Linked DNA regions of Sus scrofa: all the other regions are linked to region 3. The links are chromatin contacts, called in public Hi-C and HiChIP or PLAC-seq maps. All regions are on one chromosome and are shown on one strand. Each heading gives the region's core, a stretch centred on a gene start, on an enhancer-like site or on the middle of the called end of the contact. The rest is flanking DNA. Distances are from core to core; before and after follow the strand shown. Region 1 has its middle 47 kb from the start of FAS. Region 2 holds the start of PANK1 (pantothenate kinase 1). Region 3 holds the start of LOC100151816 (interferon-induced protein with tetratricopeptide repeats 5). Region 4 holds the start of FAS (Fas cell surface death receptor). Region 5 holds the start of ACTA2 (actin, alpha 2, smooth muscle, aorta).

What was found. Hi-C and Micro-C count contacts between places; a contact is called where the count stands out from the background. HiChIP or PLAC-seq counts read pairs in DNA pulled down with a chosen protein or histone mark.
Region 1: a Hi-C map of omental adipose tissue shows a contact between it and region 3, with 2.5 times the contacts expected there. The contact joins the enhancer-like site here to the promoter of LOC100151816 in region 3. A contact is called at or near these places in 3 of 5 promoter capture datasets (fetal liver, fetal skeletal muscle and liver), 24 of 47 Hi-C or Micro-C datasets (adipocytes, alveolar macrophages, brain and 15 more) and 2 of 2 datasets of contacts at active chromatin or transcription factors (alveolar macrophages and skeletal muscle).
Region 2: an H3K27ac HiChIP or PLAC-seq map of skeletal muscle shows a contact between it and region 3. The contact joins the promoter of PANK1 here to the promoter of LOC100151816 in region 3. A contact is called at or near these places in 1 of 5 promoter capture datasets (fetal liver), 7 of 47 Hi-C or Micro-C datasets (alveolar macrophages, brain, embryonic fibroblasts and 3 more) and 1 of 2 datasets of contacts at active chromatin or transcription factors (skeletal muscle).
Region 4: a contact with region 3 is called in an H3K27ac HiChIP or PLAC-seq map of alveolar macrophages. The contact joins the promoter of FAS here to the promoter of LOC100151816 in region 3. A contact is called at or near these places in 1 of 47 Hi-C or Micro-C datasets (heart right ventricle) and 1 of 2 datasets of contacts at active chromatin or transcription factors (alveolar macrophages).
Region 5: a contact with region 3 is called in an H3K27ac HiChIP or PLAC-seq map of skeletal muscle. The contact joins the promoter of ACTA2 here to the promoter of LOC100151816 in region 3. A contact is called at or near these places in 4 of 47 Hi-C or Micro-C datasets (alveolar macrophages, embryonic fibroblasts, fetal skeletal muscle and 1 more) and 1 of 2 datasets of contacts at active chromatin or transcription factors (skeletal muscle).

The regions. Positions count from the first base shown.
Region 1 is chr14:100,973,181-100,975,880 of Sscrofa11.1, reverse strand. No RefSeq gene overlaps it. Among named protein-coding and RNA genes, the nearest start is that of FAS, 47 kb to the right of the region's middle. Within about 2 kb of position 1,385, at least 2 of the 83 cell types and tissues checked have an H3K27ac peak or open chromatin away from gene starts, as enhancers often do. A contact at or near this core is called in omental adipose tissue, where this site is marked.
Region 2 is chr14:101,511,053-101,513,752 of Sscrofa11.1, reverse strand. PANK1 (pantothenate kinase 1) reads left to right here and starts at 1,255. Exons shown (of 10, transcript XM_013983537.2): 1 at 1,255-1,314; 2 at 1,596-1,664. It overlaps KIF20B (kinesin-like protein KIF20B), which reads right to left and starts at 1,068. Exons shown (of 32, transcript XM_021072622.1): 1 at 932-1,068.
Region 3 is chr14:101,253,437-101,256,136 of Sscrofa11.1, reverse strand. LOC100151816 (interferon-induced protein with tetratricopeptide repeats 5) reads right to left here and starts at 1,319. Exons shown (of 2, transcript NM_001315572.1): 1 at 1,299-1,319. The coding sequence starts at 1,303. It also overlaps a transcript of LIPA not described here.
Region 4 is chr14:100,925,913-100,928,612 of Sscrofa11.1, reverse strand. FAS (Fas cell surface death receptor) reads right to left here and starts at 1,308. Exons shown (of 9, transcript NM_213839.1): 1 at 1,276-1,308. The coding sequence starts at 1,305.
Region 5 is chr14:100,885,364-100,888,063 of Sscrofa11.1, reverse strand. ACTA2 (actin, alpha 2, smooth muscle, aorta) reads left to right here and starts at 1,357. Exons shown (of 9, transcript NM_001164650.1): 1 at 1,357-1,370.

The sequences.
Region 1 (2,700 bases), core at 136-2,635, 280 kb after region 3:
TCGGATAGTCCTCACAGAACTTTATTTTTTTAGATCTTACTTCTCTCTTCCCTTCTATTCGTATCATTTCTAAATTTCTATCTTTGAGCTCACTAATTCTCTCTTCCATATTGTCTGCTCTATGTCCAGTGCTTTCTAAGGTGTTCTCATCTCATTTACCGAGTTCTTCAGCTCCAGAATTTTGGTTTGGTTCCTTTTTTAGTGTTTCAGTCTCTTTGGTAAGGTAAGTTTAATAACATTGAACTCCCTTTCTTGTAGCCCACTGAGTTTCTTCATGACAGCTATAATGAATTTTCTTTCTTTCCTTGGCAACGCATATGGCATGTGGAAGTTCCTGGGTCAGGGATTGAACCCATACCACAGCAGCGCTGCTGTGGTGACAGTGCTGGATCCTTAACCCACTATGCCACAGGAGAACTCCTATTTTGAATGTTCAATCATTTAGATGGCCATTTTCCATGACTTTAAATATGGTTTCTGAAGAATTATCATTTTCTTTTAGGGATACTGTGTTTCATGGTTTTTCATGGTACTTAATAAGTTGTTCCTCTGCTGGTGCACTGGAAGTAACAAACACTATTCATCTTTAGGTAGATGTTTTGATTTTTTTTTTTTTTTTCGATTCTAGATTCAAGTTTAATAACTAGAGGCTTTTCTTTTGTTTTTCAGTAGGTGGCGCTATAGCACACCTATAGCTGAGCTGCCTGTGGCTTACAGGCATATGTTAGAGATGGTGTGGGTTTGTTTACAGACCACTGCAAAAAAAAAAAAAAAAAAAAAAAAAAAAAAAAAAAAAAAAAAAAAAAAATACTGTAATAAAGCAAATCACATGAATGTTTTGCTTTCCAAGTGCATATAAAAGTCATATTTACACTATACTGTAGTCTATTAAGCAAGTAATCGCATTATGTCTTTTAAAAAAAAGTGTAATAGTCTTGATGGTATTGGTGTCACTGCTGTTGCTGGTGTTGCCACCTGGGGCTTGGAGATGGCAGGTGTTTCTGCCATGTTCAGGGTCACCTGAGTGGTGGGCTCACAACCATAGGCAGAGGGGCGATGAGAGGAGGAATGAGGATGCCACTGTTGTGTCTGAGGTTGTTGGGTTCACAGGCAATACCACTGCAGACAAAGGGGCCAGAGTCTTGGGTACCTTCGTGGCTGGAGGGAGGGTTGCAGGCCACACGGCCATTGCTGCCCAGTTTTCTGTGTTCACGGGCACCACGGTGGCTATGAGGTCAGAGGCACTGCCTCCATGTTTCCCTAGACCTGCAGTCACAGTGGCTGAGCCAGCAGCCCCAGAGAACCTGGCAGCAGCAGGGCAGTCAGTGTCCACAACCCAGCCTGCTGCTCCAGCAGATCCAGCTCAATTTCTGGCTCCAGCTCAGGTTCCCAGTGTTTCTAGACCCCCACCAAGGGTCAGAGCAGAGGTCTCTGTTTGCCATTGTGAGGACAGAAGGACTCGTGTGACCCCTGTGCTGCCATCTGTGTGGGGCTGGTGTCCTCTGTGCTGTTTGTGCAAATAAACCTGAGATGGGATCTAGAAGGAAAGAAAGAAAGAGAAGGAAAGAAGAATGAAAGAAAGAAAGAGAGAAAGAAAGAAAAAGAAAAGAGAGAAAGGGGAAGGGAGAAAAAGAAAGATAGGAAAAAGAAAGAAAAAGAAGGAAGGGGAAAGAAAGAAAGGAAAAGAAATTAATAGAAAAGGAGTTCCTGTCATGGCTCAGCAGAAATGAATCCGACAAGTATTCATGAGGACGCAGGTTCAATCCCTGGCCTTGCTCAGTGGGTTAAGGATCCGGCGTTGCCATGAGCTGTGGTGTAGTTTGCAGATGCGGCTCAGATCTGGCGTTGCTGTGTCTGTGGTGTATGCTGGCTGCTGTAGCTCCAATTAGACCCCTAGCCTAGGAACCTCCATATGCCACAGGTGCAGCCCTAAAAAAAAAAAAAAAAAAAAAAAAAAGGAAAGAAGGGGAAAGAAAGGAAAAAGGAAGAAAGAGAAAGACATGGAAAGAAGGAAAGAAAAAGAAAGAAAGAGAGGAAGGAAGGAGGGAAATCCGTTATCCTGTTAAAACGAGGTTACCTGATAGGATGAACTGAGGTCACTTTCAAGGTGAATGGGAGTTACTGTCTCAACAGGTTTTGGTTTCTATTTTGACAACTGATAAATTTAATGCAGTTATTTATCAGTCAAAAGTTTGGGACTGTATGCAGAACTGGGGCTGCATAATTCTATGATGAGTCTTCTTGAGCCAGAGACAGAAACACTGAACACACTGTCCCCCCCACCGACCCCACACACATTCTTTTTGAGTAATTATGAAAACAGTGGGGGAGTCCACGGTAATATTCATGAGGTTGGCTTTAAAACTCTGACCTCTGCATTCTTTCAAATTTGTCACATGATGTGGTTAAATGACACTCCTTGTGGTTAAACAACCCTTCCTCGGTTGTTTTATTAATTAATTGGATTAAATGAATCCATTTACTGTCTGAGTATACTAAACACAACTCTGAAGTCATTTTAATGACAAATACTGATCATCTCCTTTTAACTTTTTCAAATTAATTTTTTTCATTTTCACATTCTGAATTTTTTTCTTTCCCAGTAAATTGATTTTACTTTTTCATTATAATTAGAGTATCTTAAATCGAATGTGCATTTTAAACCTCCACTGCCTCATCTGCCCTATGAAATTTTTTGTA
Region 2 (2,700 bases), core at 6-2,505, 260 kb before region 3:
AGCCTCAAAAAAAGTCTTTACAACTAATTGATGAAGTCTCAGGTCTTGCACATCTAATAAAATGTATATATACACTGCTTTGCAGCTTCGGAGTAAACATGCTACCTTGTTTTAAGAACAGAAACTAACCTGAATTTAATTACTCTGGGGATTAAAAACAAGTCACGAGTCACGAAATTTTGTCAACTAGTCCTTCAACAAGGAATATTAGAGAACTGCACCAGGCAGGAATCACGAATCAAAAAGTAGAATGAGATGGGGGAAACTTTTCAAACTGATATATGACAGCAGTCATTGCACGCGCCACACACGCCCCCTTCCGCTTAGCCCAGCAAAGCCCAGCAAGGGCTAACCCCAGGCAACGGCAGCAGCCTAGAAATAGCTGCACTGGTGACCACCACAACACTCCCCTTCCCGCCCCACAAATGAGACCGTGTCGTTTGATGAGCAAACGACACGGTCTCATTTGTGGGATTCGGGACACTATATCTGGCAATGGAGGCCTGATCCTCAATAACAGCAGCAATGATAAGAAAAGTATCAATGATTCCAAGTACATAGTGCTTACTATACACACCCGCACTGTTTCTAACAGCTTTACCTATATCACTTTATCCTCATGAAAGCCCGAAGCGGTAGGTTCTAGTATTACTCCCTTTTAACAAATGAAATTCAGGCCCGGAGAGATTAAAGCTAATAAGCCGCGAAGACGAAATTTAAATCTTAACTGCAGTAAATTGGCTCAACCCTCCAATGAGCACCAAGATCCCTAGGCGTCCTCATCATTCCGCAGCCCAGTTCCAGAGTAAACTCAAAGGCGTCACAAGCCCCGTGGGAAGGTGCTGAGGTGCTGAGCACCTCACTGCCTGAGGCCTTTCCCCACCTCATCTGGTTTGTACGCAGTCCCCAACCGCCTTCCTCGCACCCTCACCTGCAAACGTAATCCTGCCGCCCGACCTGCGAGCTGCACTAAGTTATTTTCGTTTTTAAATTCAAACAATGGCGGCCAGGACCCCGCACTGCATGTTGGGAGTAGGCGGAGCTTCGGGAAAGACGCCAGGGAGGCGCCAAGGACTCACGCTATGAGCTTCCTGCCAACTCCCGGGAGAAGCTTTCAAATCTGGGGGCGGGTCTCTGAATGCTGGGCGACCAATGGGCGGAGGCGGAGGGAGAGCGGCCAGTGGGCGGGGTTTCCTGCGGGGCTCCTCTCGCGGGGTTGGGTAGTGCGCTGCCTAATGTGCCACCCTCTGTTGGCTGCGCGGTTAGTCTCCAGGTCCATCCTGGAGCAAGTAAAAACGTGGCGAAGGCCCGGAGGTGAGACTGCTGCCACTGCACTTAGCCCCGCGACTCCCTTAGGGACTGGCGGAGGAATGGCGGGCTACTCACTACCCTACTTTGTCCCTGCGGGCCGGAACAGGCTCTGCATCTGGGGAGCCGCTGGGAACGAGAGCTGCAGAGGGTCACTTCCTCTGCATGATCCTACCTGTCGTCCAGAGCGGCACTTGTGGATGAAACAGATTATTCCTAGGATAGCTTTTCATAAGCGTTCTTTATTTTTTGGTTTTGATTTTTGCCTTTCTGAAAATATAAACCAGCTACCGCTGAGAGGCGCTGTACTGTGACTATCTTCCTTGCCTAGGCAAGGTCTTTGCCTTGCCCAAAATGTAAGTGCCACTGTATCTTCTCTGCGTCTTTTAAAGTGATCCTCTTCTTTTGAAGCGTGTTATTACAGTCATATAGGAAGTATTTAGGCCGTCTCTCCCTGCTGTACTTCATTTTAAAGAAAAGTAACTGCTAACGTTAATTGTTTACCTTGTGCCGTGCTAAGCGTTTAAAATTGATTGTCCTACTGATCCTGAGAACAACCTGTGAGGTAGGTATTATTATTATGTCTTTTTTATAGATTGCAAGGAAACTGGGTTCATATGGTTAATTTGCTCAAGGACATACATCTATTAATGGTGGAGCTGAGATTTTAAACCGACCTGAATGAATTCAAGCCCCACCCGCTCACATGTGGTCTTTATTTTCGACTCTTATTGGTTGGTAACATTTGCAGAATAGTACCTAGTTTGATGAGCTTACTCTCCTCTTCCTTTTATTCTGTGTTTATATTTCCCATAACCTCCCCCTATCCTCTACAACTTCTCACTGTCTCCTCATTCATTTTGCCTTCTTTCTCCACAAAATAATCATATTTGAGGTGAGCCAGTGTGGAATAAAGATGAGGATTCAGGGCCAGGAATGAAAATGAACAGAGAAAGTAGGTGTGAAAGGGAAGAAAGGAGAAAAGATAAAGTAAAAACTGTTTTACGGTTCAGGCTGAAACTTAAGTCTTTAGGGACCTCTATGTCAAGGTAAGTCTAACCCTAACTCTGTACTTCCTTCCATGCCTTGTCATGCCTTTATTGCTTTTACTAGTTGTTACTGGTTTCAGCTCTTGAGCCCTCCAGATGCTACATTTATTTATTGTTCAACAAGTATTTATTGAAAACCTGCTATGCTTCAAACACTAGGCTAAGAGTTGGTGAAACAGTGGAGGAGAGCTAGCAGAACAGACCCTAACGTTCAAGGAGCTTATAGTCTAATAACTGAGAAAACATTGCAAAAACAAAAAGACAAATAATTGAGAAATTACAGCTGTAACGGAGTTTAAAAAAAAAAAAGAAAGGAGTAAGCACTCCAGGCATAGGGAACATA
Region 3 (2,700 bases), core at 70-2,569:
TGAGATCTCCAAGGGACATTCAGTCAGCCACTCAAGTGCTATGCCCACACTCTGTAGAATTTATGCACAACTGGATACTATGGGAAGTTTCACTTTTTCAAAAGCTTTGTCCACTTAATTTTTTAACTTTATCTCTGGGAAACTAGCAGAGAGAGGCTACTGTGTTTGAGGATGGAACATTTATCTTCAGATGACTTTGAGGGTTTTGTTTTGTTTTGGCGTTTTTTGTTTTTTTTTTTTTTGGCCAGGAAGGAGCGGTCTTTCATTTTCCTTGGGAGAACAGTTAGTCCCCAGTGGAGTCCACCCCTCTTCCACCCCATCCTGCATACATAGACAGTGCACCTAACTTTCCCTCCTTGTCTCTTCAGGCCCCTTCCTGATACCTCTCACCTCCCTCCCTTCTTAAAAATGGTAGAAGTGAGGCACTTATTACATTTTTAAAAAACATATAATGATAGGCAACATTTTTGCAAATATCGTGTGCCAAGCAGTCAACGGACCCTGTTCACACTCCTAAGAGATGAAGCCATCACCTTTCACAGATAAGAAACAGACTCGCCGAGCTTAAGAAACTTTTGCTTTGGGTTACCCAACTAGTACGTGGTCAGAATCAGGATTTAGAACAAAGGGCTCCACTGGCTTCAGGTGCCCAAGATCCGAGCCTTCCACTCCTCAACGTCCTAAATGCGGACGGTTCCTTACCCAGGTGCAGGGCAGGAGCCAATAAAACGGGTGAGCCAAGGTCCCCCCCACCCCACCCCATCTTCCTCTGAGCAAGAAAATCTCAGAAAACGTTGGATGGGGTGAAACAAGAAATATCCGTCTGCGGTACAAAGGAAGTGGGGAGAAGTCTGACCCAGGAATCAGAAAGGCAAAATGGCAGGAGCCGACGCGTGTGACGCCGGGGGGCTGAGGCCTGCGGGGACCCGGCCACGCCGAGGCCAACCGCACCCGCCCGGGGACCGCGGCGACGGGAGCCCCAGGGAGGTAAGAGGCCCAAGAGGCGCGTCGCCTGCCCCCCACCCCCCACCCGGGGCCAACGGTCCGGACTACAGACGCCCGGGACTCACGGGTAGGGTCCGCTCGGCCAAGCTCCCGGGGAGGCCCGCCCTCGGCCGCCCCGACCAGGACGGGGCTGCCCGGGAGCATCCCCAACGCAGACGTCCGCCCGCCGGGCTCAAGGGGCTCCGAGCCCATTCCAGGGCCGCAGCGCAGCGTTGCAAATGGAATAAGAGAAACACGGGTGGGAAACAAAGGCCACAAGTTGCTGGGGAGGAAAAGAGGGGAGAAGCCCTTACCTCATGATGGTTGGGTTCCGCGGCCGTGCAGGAAGGCGCCGGTCCCCTCGGGCTTTCTCCTCAGCACTCGGTTCCTGCGCGGCCGAGCGGCGGGCTCGCGGGCGCGTGCTCGTGCTGTACGCGTGCGCGTGGTCATGAGGGGACCGCGGCGCTACCTCCGCTCTTAGGCTGCAGTCATTGTCAACCGCGGACCGAGCGGGAAAAGGAAACTAGAAAGTGAATCTGATCCCCGGACAGGCGGAGTCCAGCTTGGGAAACAGAAAGTTCTGGAAGCGCTGAGTTGGGGGGGCCCCCGACCGGGCTGAGGAACCGAGGCAAGAGGTTTGCGCAGCGCGCGACGGGGTGGAGTTCATCCAGGGTGAAATTTGCAGCTGGGCTTTAGGACTTCTCTCTTCGCTCCTACCTGCCTCATTAAATTCGCGTGTCTCTCGATAACGTTTTTTTTTGTTTTGTTTTATGTTTTTTTTTTTGGGGGGGGAGGTGTTTTACCTAAAATGGAGATTGTTAAGCGTTATTTTTGTTGGGGAACGGCGATGCTCTTGACAGCTTTGTGCATCCTAAGCTGAACTGAAATCTTGATTCAGCAAACATAGGTGCAATGCTGTGCACTTGAGCCATAATTTCTATTGGGTAAATCTAGAGAAATTGTGGGATCAAAATGTGTAAGCATTCAGAGTTTTAGTAGCCATTGCTGAAAAGCTTTGTGAAGACATTTCTGCACCCCCACCCAAAATTGTGTGAAAGTTCCTTTGCCTTCCATGTCCTTGCCAACTGTGTTTCTATAATAAGGTCCCAGTAAAGATGGGGTGGTATTAGGAATCTAAGTAGAAAGTATCAAATGCCCATACACTAAAATTTTTGTCCCTTTCAAATTCAGTCATTCATTCAAGTTTTATTAAACAACTGCTAAGAGCCAGACATTGTTCAAGGTCCTGTCAATACAGCAATGAATAAAACAGACAAGCGACAAGTCCTGCCTTCTGTCTTCTGCATCTTGTTTCTGGTTATGCAGAGGGCGAAGACAACTCTCAAACCTTGAGAAAAAGTATTCATCATCAAAAAGACACTTATTACCACTTTTTTTTTTTTTTTTTTACCATTTAGTGACTTTGATTTTTAAATGAATGGGCAACGATATATAGTTTTTACTATTTGGTTAATTAAGAAACACTGACTTTGATTTTTCATTCAGTTTTGCTAGAAAAAATGGCTTGTAGGTCAAGTCAGTTTCTGCTCCTCGAGAATCATGTTAAATGTGGCTAACATTTAGGTACAGAACTGGCGTTAGTTGTGCATTTGGGACTTTATTATTCTCTTGTTTGGAATTAATTTCTAGTGTGAGAAGTAAAGATAAAGGGAGTTCCTATTGTGGCGCCGGGCAAACAAACCCGACTAGTATCCA
Region 4 (2,700 bases), core at 59-2,558, 330 kb after region 3:
CTCCCCAATCTAAGATGGTTCCGGACATCACTGATTTTTCCTTTCAATTCTTGGTGTAATCTGGACATCAGGTGCAATCAACAAATGCCCAGGCTTTGGAATTGGGCCTAAATTAAATTCCAGCTCTGCCACTTACTGGTTGCACTCGGTCGAATTACCTAAGCTTTCTGCACCCCGTTTCGCCATCTGTAAAATGAATGTGAGGACATCTTCCTTACCTTGCAGCCGCTGCTGAGAATTGACTGTGATCACGTTTATAAACACTTCTATCACAGTGCCTGGCACTTTGGTGGGGCCAGCAAAATAAGAAGGCATTGCCTTTCAGAGAATTTGGAACTCAAATGAAACCAAACGTCTTTAATTAGCGACCATCAAGGTGGCATTTCCGAGGCAGGGACTCAAAAAGAGGTGGCTGCTGCTTAGGCTTCTAGGCCAAGTACCGGCTCCAGGCTCGCCACCCTGCGCAGGCGCGGTGGCAGTGGGTACCACCGCTTGAGCAGTGGGGGCAAGGTTCCTTCCCTCCCCGAGTTCAGCAAACTAAAGTGAAGAACAGGACGTTAAAAAATAAATAAATAAATAAAGGCCAAACCTAAGGTCGTGACTTACGATCGGTAGGAGAGGGATTCCCGGAAGGGAAACAGTTTCTTTTTCTGTGTCGTGATAAGAAGGTAAACAAACCTCTTGAGGCGCATTCAGCCCCAAGATAACCTTTTCAAGAAAGAAACAGTGACGTCCAAAGCCTCGGGTTTAACCATTGCCTCGGGACTGATTTACTCCCTAAATTTGTGACACGTTCAGAAAACGTGTCTTCAGAGAGCTCATATTCTCACCGTCCCACAGCTCACACATACACCCGCGCAGAGGAGGACCTTTGTGGTGACATGTAAGGACTTGTCCAGACGATCCCCTCCTCTCTCGGGTAGGGCTCTCCCTCTGGCGACCCCCAAACATCCCAAGTCCCCGCCTGCCCCCGGCTCCCACCTCTCTCCGCGCCGCGAACAGGGCCCCCTGGGGCCGCGCGGTGCTGTTTTGCCTGCCGCGCAGGATCGCCGCTTCTCCTCCAACCCCAGGAAAGACGCGTTCCCCGGTTTCCTGAGACCTCGCCCTCAAGGAAAGTCCTAGCAGCCCTGAAAAGCCAGACTGCCAAACACCAGCCAAGCCCGGACGCCCACGCGCATCCCCTTAAGGTCATCGGAGCGCGTCCTGCGCGCTCCTCTAAGCGCCAACCTCTTGACCCAGCGGGGAGAGGCCCCCGCTAGGCAGGAGAGGACTTACCAGTGACAGGAGAACCCAGATCCCGGACATGGCTGTGGAGCCTCTCCAACTGCTAGCAGAGCAGGTCACACACCCCGTGAGAAGTGACAGTCCCGCCCTGCCCCTCCCCGCGCTCCAGCCAGCTCAGGAGTAAGTTCCCCGCCAAGGGCCCGCCCCCCGCGCTCAAGCCCAGTTACTTCTCCAGCCGCTTTCTTTTCTCCAGAAGCGTCTCAGAACACCTGCGTGTGGCTCTTCTGAGAGACCAGAAAAGACCTAAAGAAATGCCCCCGGGCCCTGGGGAGGAGGAGGGGAGTGGGGTGGCAGAGGAAGCTTTTCTGGGGAACGCCGGGTTTGGGGAAGGCGCCTTTGATTCAGCAACTCAGCCTGGGCGCGGGGGTGGCGGGACGTGGTGGGGGGTGGAAGAGCGGAGAGAGAGTCAGAGTCAGGGTTTGTTGCACAAATGGGCATTCCCCGTTGGGGTTGTTTCCGCTGGCATGTCTGGTTCAGGTGAGAACCCTGAGAGCCGGCTTGCTGTCTTTGCTACACTCTTTTGCCATTCAAACGGGGAAGGCTGGGGAGGGCTAGGGTACAGAGCGCAGACTTCCCGCCTCCTTGCAGGAGCCAGGGCCAACTGCCGGGAACTCAGAGAAGACCCAGCCTTCACTCAGCTCCGCGTGCCTGTAGGGGTGGGAACAGGAGAGTCTCACAGGAGCGCCGGACTAGTGTTTTGGTAGTGACAGTTATCAAACGAAAAGCTTCAGAGTGTGTGCTCTGGAGATTCTGAAGAGGGAGCACCCCTTGGCTTTTATTTCTCTAGAGGAGAGGGAGGCTAACTCCTATGACAAATCACACAGTTCCAGCCCTATTAGAAGTTCGCAATTACTTCCTCTCCTTTGTTACTCATTATTTCCTCTCTAATTTTCTTTAAAAAAAAAAAAAAAAGCACTTTTAGTGCTTTGGTTAACACTCACTCAAAGTCACTATTGTTTTGGAAAAGATGATCTGTTTAGCTAGTTCTGCAAGGATTTTACAGAAGGGAAGTTTGTATAATGGCATCATTAATGAGCATGTTTCTGAAAGTAGTTCCTAAGCTGGGAACAGATGCAGGGGTCAGTATCTCTGGCAACGTCCACATAGCTCTGCATCTCACTCTGTTGCCCATTAAGAATCTCCTTCCCCTCCTTCGGCCTGACCTGGCACTGGCTTGTTCCTTATCCGTCAGATTCCCTCTTGGAGGACATTTTCTTCTGCCAGCCTTTCCAGGCTCTAAAGCCTGGGTTAGGTCACTTTCCTAAATACTTTCACTGACCTTGTGTTTTGCCCTGCAGGATGGCCAAGTCTTGTAGGTGTTGCTTTGCCTATCTCTGCCTCAGCTCCCAACAGACTGTTAGTGAGGGTTATGAAGAAGACTCTGGCCCGAAGTTCCCATTGTGGCACAGGGGAAAT
Region 5 (2,700 bases), core at 108-2,607, 370 kb after region 3:
CATAAATCAAACAGGTCAGACCCAGTAACATGAGTGAACAGCTGGCACAGCTGTAAAATGGAGACATTCATTCTGGGATTTTTTTACGTGTCAGCAGACATGCTTGGTATCCATCAAAAATATTCCTACCATGAATTTAGTTGGCACGTTGGCTTGGAGGAGGGGAAAAGGTAAATGTAAAACCACTGAAGGGATCCTTTGTCACCTGAGACTAACAGCTTAAGGCCAGATTTGTGTTCACTCCCTACCTTCCTCTGAGAAAGGCCTGGATCTCCCGGCTCCTCTGTCACCTGCCAAATGTGTCAGCGGAGAGAGAGGACGCTCAGGAAGCCTTCCCTTAAACATGCCCTTTTCTCTGTGACTGTTTCTGTGACAGGTTCCTACATGGACTCTTGCTCCCTATGGAAGTTCCTGTTGTGGCTCAGAGGTATTGAACCTGACTAGTATTCAAGAGGATGCATGTTCGATCCCTGGCCTCGCTCAATGGTTTCAGGATTGCCGTGGCTGTGGTGTAGGCAGGCAGCTGTAGCTCCCATTCGACCCCTAGCCTGGGAACTTCCATATTTTGCACATTCGGCCCTAAAAAGCAAAAAAAAAAAAAAAAAAAAAAAACGGTGGCCCCTATCATGCAGCTACATTGCTCAGGACAAATCAGCAGATGTATCTAATGCATCAGGGGACCAAAGTGCCAAAGGCAGGGCTGACTTCCAAGCTCCTCTGTGAAACGGGCTCTCAACCCTGTCTCCACTTCATCCCCTACTTCCATTAACCATGCTCTCCCACCTCAAGACTTGATTTATAAACCCAGCATTGACAACCACAAAGTCCTCACTCCCTCTAGATATTTACAGACCATTGAAGAATCTCTTTCTTCATTGCAGCCCATGTCTGCGGGAGAAATTTTAAAAGGTCCTTACTCCTCAGAGGCTGCTTCTGTCTGTACTCAGTTTATGAGGAAATGCCCTGAAGTGCCAGCATGACAGCAGGCTGGCATCTCTCTCCTGAGGAATGTGCAAACCGTGCCTGCATCTGCCCCATGACACTCACTCAGTATTTCTGGGCATCTCAGCAGTTGTTCTGAAGGCTGGGGGTGTTTATCTCCCACAGGCAGCTGAGCTGCCTCCCATTTCATGAGCAGAGCAGTGGAATGCAGTGGAAGAGACCCAGGCCTCCGGCCACCCAGATTAGAGAGTTTTGTGCTGAGGTCCCTATATGGTCGTGTTAGACTGCACGGAGGGCTCCAGTCTGTCTTTGTTCCTTGTTTGGGAAGCAAGTGGGAGGGGAGCAGGCCAAGGGGCTATATAACCCTCCAGCGTCCAGCTTCCCTGAACACCACCCAGAGCGGAGAAGCTGAGTCCAGAGCAATCAGGGTAAGTGGCACGGGCCCAGGGATGTGTCTTGGATTCTAGTGGCCCTGATATTCCCCAGCACGATCAGACGTCATCTGCGGGGATTTGGCCGGGTTCACGTACTCCGAAATTTTTGAATGAAAATTGTACTACTAAAAAGATTGCAGCTTTTAGCTCTAATTACCTAACATTAAAAAGAAAGCTAGGATATAGCCCGGTGTAGGGGAGGAGGGGGAGAGGAAGATGGAATTGAAATCTAAGTGTGTCACCTGCAGAATCTGTTTATACTAAACTAACAGCTCAGGTCTTGCAGCACATTTCAGAGATTCTGTCCAGCTGTTTGCAGTCAGTTTATACCATCATTTATATTTGAGCCCTGGAAACTCCAGTATCTGCTTGCGGTTCAGATTTGGTGTGGGGATTTTTCACTGGACTGTACTTTTTGTGCCGCTGAGATATCTGGAAGTGAATTTTAGAAATGACCAGCAGTTAGTTGCCTAGCCTTTCATGCTGGCTACCCGTGTATTTGCATCTGGGTTCCTCCGGCTCTAATTGGTCATTATCTTCTGTAAGAACATCTCTTGAGTGTAACAGTGAGCTTACAGGTCAGGATATGTGTCTCGGTTGGTTGGTCCTTTGCAGCAGAGCGCAGCAGGAACCCAACTGAATCTTTATGAATAAAGAGGGAGGGAGCTGGGGTGCATCTGACAGCTGTTTGCCTTTCAGCCTATGGGATGTCTGATTTGCATTTCTCAGCCAGGCGAGGAGGTGGGACTGTGGAACCAGCCCTGCCACCCCAGGCTGATCTGCACTGTAAATCAGGGTTTGGCAGCTTCAGCCTGGACTGGAGTTTTCATGCTGAAAATTTCCTTCCATTTTGTGATTCATGACTAAATATGGTTTGCATTTCAAGACCGAAGAGCTGGGAACTGGAGCATTTCCCTCCCACTAACTCCTCATTTTTTGGCACAAGATGCACTCAAGTCAGTTAGAGCAAACCCCCTGACCTGGGGGCTGTTCCAAAAGCAGACGTTCAAGTGTGTTTTACCTAATTAGGAAATGCTTTGCTCCAAACCCAGCTGCTCATCAGGTTAAATAAAAAGTTGTAAACCACTGAGCTGGCTCCTTTCCGGGGACAGATTTCTCTAATGACAGTGCTCGTTTTAGAGATTTTGAAATTCTTCCTAGACATTTTTTTTGCCAAATAAAAATACATTTACTAAATTTTGGTAGCTTTTTTTTTTCCCCTGCATGCTTGATGACGCCGAGGGTCAAGCCTACTTTTTCTGCAGTACATTCCAATATTCTTTCTGTCAAATGCAAGAGTTATTAAGGACAAATGTACTCATGG